Linked DNA regions of Anas platyrhynchos: region 2 is linked to region 1. The links are chromatin contacts, called in public Hi-C maps. All regions are on one chromosome and are shown on one strand. The core of a region is the stretch at or near the end of the contact, and the rest is flanking DNA. Distances in the headings are between cores, read along the strand shown. Region 1 overlaps BLK (BLK proto-oncogene, Src family tyrosine kinase). Region 2 holds the start of BLK (BLK proto-oncogene, Src family tyrosine kinase).

Region 1 (2,700 bases), core at 168-2,667:
GCCAATGACAGCGGGATTTTTTTCTGTATTAAATTGCTCACTTCTAGGAGTCTATTTATAGCAAAAGTGCACAAATGATGCAGACATAGGCTCTCTGGTTTTCAAATCTGCGTATGTATTCTACAAACAGAAAACATCCTGTTTGGTTCTGTCCACCAAGACCTTTTTTCAGCAACTGCAGCCAGTAACGACCACACGATTGCAATTTCAGTTTTGCCGAGGCTAAATAAAAAAAAACAAGCCAAACCAACCTTGAGGCATAGGAACTGAACGTGTTAAAGACTGCAGGGAAAAACACATTTTTATTTGTATATACCCTCGCAGGGCTGAAAGCCCAAAGGCAGTGTGTGAAATAAGTGCCTTTGTTCTCGCATGTCATACTTTTGACAAGCAGACTGATGAGTTTAGGAAATGCAATCTATTAAGTGAAAATTGTTCAAAGAAGATAGAGGGGCAGTTGTTATTCAAGATTAAAGCTAGCTGGAAAAATGCTGATAAGAATTGTTTTCCACTGGAAATGTAGATCTTCTGAGTATGTTAACAGAATTATACTGATTTCACCAAAACTTCTGTTTAGGACAAAAACTCCCCTAAATAACTGCAACAGTCTCAAAGTGTCCCTTCATGACATTTCACAAATTATGTTTGTGAGATGTTTCCATTTTGAAATAATTTTATATATTTAAATGGGCATAATTTGTATCGTAAAGTATATTGAGAATAGCAAGTTGAATCAGAATTTTTCTATTGTAAAAGAAAAATAAATCTATTCAATTCCCTTTCCTCGAAATATTCCATATGGTTCCATATGGGGCACCTTAGTTTCATCCCAATTCTGGAAGAAGGTGGGTTTCCAGAATTTCATTTTTTTCTGGTAAGTGCCACGCCAGATTTAATTGTTTGGTTTTCACCATTTCTTTTATTTCCATCGTTCTCTGTAGGGCCCCTTTACAATCTGAATGGCATTCTGTCATCATTGACCTTGAAGTACTGGAAAAAAAAGCCACAGCCAGAGGAATTTGACTTAACCCTGCTGCCAGAAGGCTGTAGACAGATTTCTGCACCAACCAAACCAGCTGCCACCTCTCATGGCCGTGCTCTCCTATCCACCAACAGCTCAGACATTCAGCAGCCCCAGCAAGGGGTTTGGCTTTGCAGGTGGAACCATAAGGACATTTCATGTTAGTACAGGGAATATTGGGTTTGTCTGTTTGTTTTAGATGTTTTAGGTGTGCTGTTCCCTCAGGAAACACCTCCCAGGCTTCAAACCCCATCCCACACTTTGTAAGTTGTTGTTATTCAAGAGACGTGATCTGCTTTGGGCTCTGCTTGCCTGGGACGTCTGGAAATTTCCCCGAGGTCCAGATACATGGCTCCAGCTCCCCTCTGTGGTCCCGCGTGTGCAGTGACTGAATTACACTGCTATTTCCTTCCCTTCGGGCTGACTCACTGTTAACATGTAGGTACAGGCAGTGAGTTTCACTACTGGAGGTCAAAATTTCTCTAGGAACACAACCTGAGATTCAGCAGGACTGCCCCAAACAGTGCCAAAAGACTTTTTTTTTTTTTTTTTTTAATCCCTTTTCTCTCTGCAAACTTCACTTGCTTTTTAATATCCCCAAGTGCTGCTGCCTCTTGTGGGAGCCCATTTTTGGCTCTCGTGCTTGCTCTGCCTGCTTCCTGGGTGCTGACAGCAGCAGAAAGGGGGGTCTGGTCTCAGGCCAACGACGGCAGAGCCCTGTGCCTGGTCCCAGCTCAGCCCTCGGGTGCCCCATGTCTTGGCAGATCTGCATGGCAGGAGGGCTGGAGATAAGGGAAATTTGTTCGGTGAGGCAATGCTGGGAACGCCACTCACCTTCTTGTGCCAAATATTCGTCCTCGATGATCCTGGCCAGGCCAAAATCAGCAATTTTGCAGCAGAGCGTCTCCGAGACGAGGATGTTGGCGGCTCTCAGGTCGCGGTGGATGGAATTCATTCGCTCGATGTACGCCATCCCCTCTGCCACCTAGGAGAGGAGGAAAGAGCCCGTCTCCATCAGCACCTTCCCGTTACATCTTAGCCTGGCTTCATCTCAGCCCCATTTATAAACACACAGCAAATTTGTAGGGTTGTCCACACGCCTCCATGTGCACTGACCTCCATCCATGGATGGACGGATGGACAGACAGATCAATAAACAAGTAGATAAAGAAGTCGACAGACCCATCCATCCATAAATAGATATCGCCCCCGCACATGTGTTTATGTGCAGCTCTACCAGCACGCAGCTGGCGTCCCAAAGCTTGAAGCAGCCAAGTCGAGCCGAGCAGAAGTGTCACTCTCTGTTTTGCTCAGAGGCTGTGGCTTTGAGCTGTGTCTGCAGCTAGGTGTGGAAAGTTGAAGCAAGCCTGAAGCCACATCACTGGATTCCCAGTTTCTGCCACAAGACTCTCCCCACTTGTTATTCATAAATACTACATATTAAAGAAGTGAATTAAAAAACAAACAAAGACACAACAATAAAAAAAAAAAAAAAAAACACACACACAAAAAAAAAAAAAAAAAAAAAAAAACAACAAAAAAAAACCACCGACAACTCAAAGAGCTTGCCTCTCCCTCTGTCACAGTACCGAAGTCCAGATAAGGGACAACCAGATAATCTTCAGTCACCTCTCTTTTCCCTAGCTGGTCTGCTTTAGGGTGGGGAAGAGACCCCTGGA
Region 2 (2,700 bases), core at 133-2,632, 36 kb after region 1:
GTCCTTCCTATAACCCCTTTTGGGGTTCTCCAGCTTGCCAGAAGCTTTGTCCACATTAAGCTTCTGTTGGTTTTCCCAGCTTAACTGGAGGAGCTTTTGAAAGCAGAATTATTATCTCAGAGGAGAAAAATATCTCCAAAATGATCCAACCCATCTGTGGGGCAAAACAAAGCAAAGATCTGCAGTCCCAAATGTGCTTCTTGGCAGAAAGCAAATTAAAGGCTCAACCCCTCTCTGCACCGTACGCAGCACCCAGCGGTTCAATTCAGCAGCCACCGCCTGGAGCCTGAACATCCAAATTTCCACCTCCCTTTGCTATTTAGAGGGCTTTGATCCACTTTTATGTTTTTGGTTTCTTTTGAAGAGAAGGAGTTTGATCAGTGCCCAAGAGAGATCATGCCAGGTCAGCTTCTCACTTAGAGAACCAGTCCCACTTCAGAGGGTGCCCGGATTTCAGAAGATACACCCTGCCAGCAGGAAAGAAAGAAACGCACCCTGTCCTGATCCATGGCAGCAGCACCGCCAATTCCCTTCAATATTTTTGAGGGCTTAATCACCACTGATGGCTAGACAATAACCAGATGCCTAGACAATAACCAGAGATGGACCAAATCTTGGGTGCTCTAAGTTCATTCACTCAATGAAGAGGAAGGCGATAAAAAAAGCAGCATGAATGAAGTAAAGTTTTTGAATTTGAAAAAAAAAAAAGTGTTTTCTCTTACCTGGTGATTCCTTTGTTCAGATTAAACCATAGCCCACTCGATCCTAGTTGTCCACCAGAGTTAAAGAATCCCTTGCAGGGTGCGTACTTAAGAACATAAGCTCCCCTTGATAAGTTTTAATCCTTAAAGCACATAGAAAGAGAAACCCTAATTCTTCATGGCGTTGTCAGTTGACTGCTGTTAGTGGTTTCCTGTCGACAACAGCTGAATGACAAATCGAACTAGTTTGCTACACTTATAGCAATTAAAGGGCTGGCAGTGTAACCACACGGCTCCTTTAGTGCTGACGTTGGAACGGTGGCTACCTTAGAAGAACTGTTATCCACAAAGGCTCGGCAGGCTATAAAAAGCACTGTCCCTCTTCAGCTGATGCTCCGAACCACTCTCATTCAGGCTGGTGTGAAGGCACCCATGAAGCCCCAGGGTACAAACGCTGGTTTGCAAAGGGGAGGAGAAATACGGGTCCTGAGTTTTCTAGATTGGCCCGTTCACAGCTAAGAGCGCGCTGGGCCAATGGCAGGGATGGAGATATTTATTGCATGCGCTTAACCTTTGGGAGAGTTTATCTCCAGTCAGGTTCTAGTCTGAGCAGTTTCCCCTTTTGTAATCATCTAGGTTACGGTGCCGTAATCTTACTCACTTTCCATTTGAGGTTCTGCTTCTGCTTACAATCTCATCTGAAAGAGAGTGGTCGTGTTTGTCCTCAGAGCTGTTTGTGTCTCAGCCAGCTGATGTCATTAGGGCATGGAAGAAGAGATGCAGGAGACAGATGACAGCACATCCTGTTATCTCTTTATCGCTTCTTTGTAAGATCTCGTACGATCTGCCTTCCCTGTATTTTTTGCCGTTAGCAGCTTGCTATATTGCAAAAAGTTTTTGCCCATCCAGTGCTGATCTGGAGTTGCAGTGGGCAGGGATCTGCTCAGGTCACACCACGCTGGGGTGTTTCACTGCCTGCTGCCTAATGCTCTGAAACGTGATTGTTCTCATTTCCACCCTCACCAGCGGGGTTTCAGACCTTCCAACCTGCCTGGAGGCAAGGAAGCTGATGTGCATCACCTCGTGATTCTGTGGGATTTTGGACAGAGCCTCTGCTGAGTCACGGCAAGGCAGCCCAAGCATTTCCCAGACAGCAGGGATCCTGCCTGGAGCAGGATCTTCAGTGGGCTGTTTATCAACCCCTTCTGTGTTGGGGAGTTACAAATTTATGCAAGAGAAGGTTAAACCCTGGGTCTCAGTTCTGCAGTGTCAGGTAATATCACTGGCTGAGATAACATCCTCTTGCTGATGGCTATCTGGGGTTTGGAGACAGCCTCCAGACTATGGTTTTGTCCAAGTAAGGTTCATTCACTAGAATCACAGAAGTACCCAGGTTGGAAGGGACCTTAAAGATCACCCAGATCCAACCTCCTGCCATGGACAGGGATGCCACCCACCAAATCAGGTTGCCCAAGGCCTCACCTAACCTGGCCTTGAACACCTCCAGGGATGGGGCATCCACAGCTTCTCTGGGAAATCTGTGCCAGGGCCCTTCGAGTGAAGAATTTCCTCCTAATCTAAATCTCCCCTCTTTTAGTTTAAAGCCATTCCTATCATAATCTGCCTGAGCAAAAAGTTGTTCTCTCTCTTTTTTATAAACCCTCTTTTAGTGTTGAAAAGCCACAATGAAGCTGGAAAAAAAACCCTACAAAGTATAAGAATCTAACAAGAAGTAACGTTTCACTCATTTTCATTTTATTTTAGTTCCTCCAAAATGGGTCAGTTTGGCCCAGAAACCAGAAAAATCAAACCGCTGGGCTGAAAAATGAAAAAAAAAGTCAAAAAAAACAACACTCTGTCTTTCATTTTTGCCCTGAGCTGAAGCTATTGGCTAGATTCAGTTTGTTGTGACACCAAAGGTTGAAGTGAAACTGTGCTATCTGGCCATCAGCTACAAATCCAGGAAATTTCACCCAGTTCTTGCAGGCACTGACTCATA

What was found. Hi-C and Micro-C count contacts between places; a contact is called where the count stands out from the background.
Region 2: a contact with region 1 is called in a Hi-C map of liver, with 3 times the contacts expected there. The contact joins the promoter of BLK here to the enhancer-like site in region 1. A contact is called at or near these places in 2 of 8 Hi-C or Micro-C datasets (liver and skeletal muscle).

The regions. Positions count from the first base shown.
Region 1 is chr3:117,537,599-117,540,298 of IASCAAS_PekinDuck_T2T, forward strand. It overlaps BLK (BLK proto-oncogene, Src family tyrosine kinase), which reads right to left. Exons shown (of 13, transcript XM_005030599.6): 11 at 1,856-2,006. Among named protein-coding and RNA genes, the nearest start is that of BLK, 36 kb to the right of the region's middle. Within about 2 kb of position 1,418, at least 3 of the 8 cell types and tissues checked have an H3K27ac peak or open chromatin away from gene starts, as enhancers often do.
Region 2 is chr3:117,573,897-117,576,596 of IASCAAS_PekinDuck_T2T, forward strand. It overlaps BLK (BLK proto-oncogene, Src family tyrosine kinase), which reads right to left and starts at 1,383. Exons shown (of 13, transcript XM_005030599.6): 1 at 723-1,383.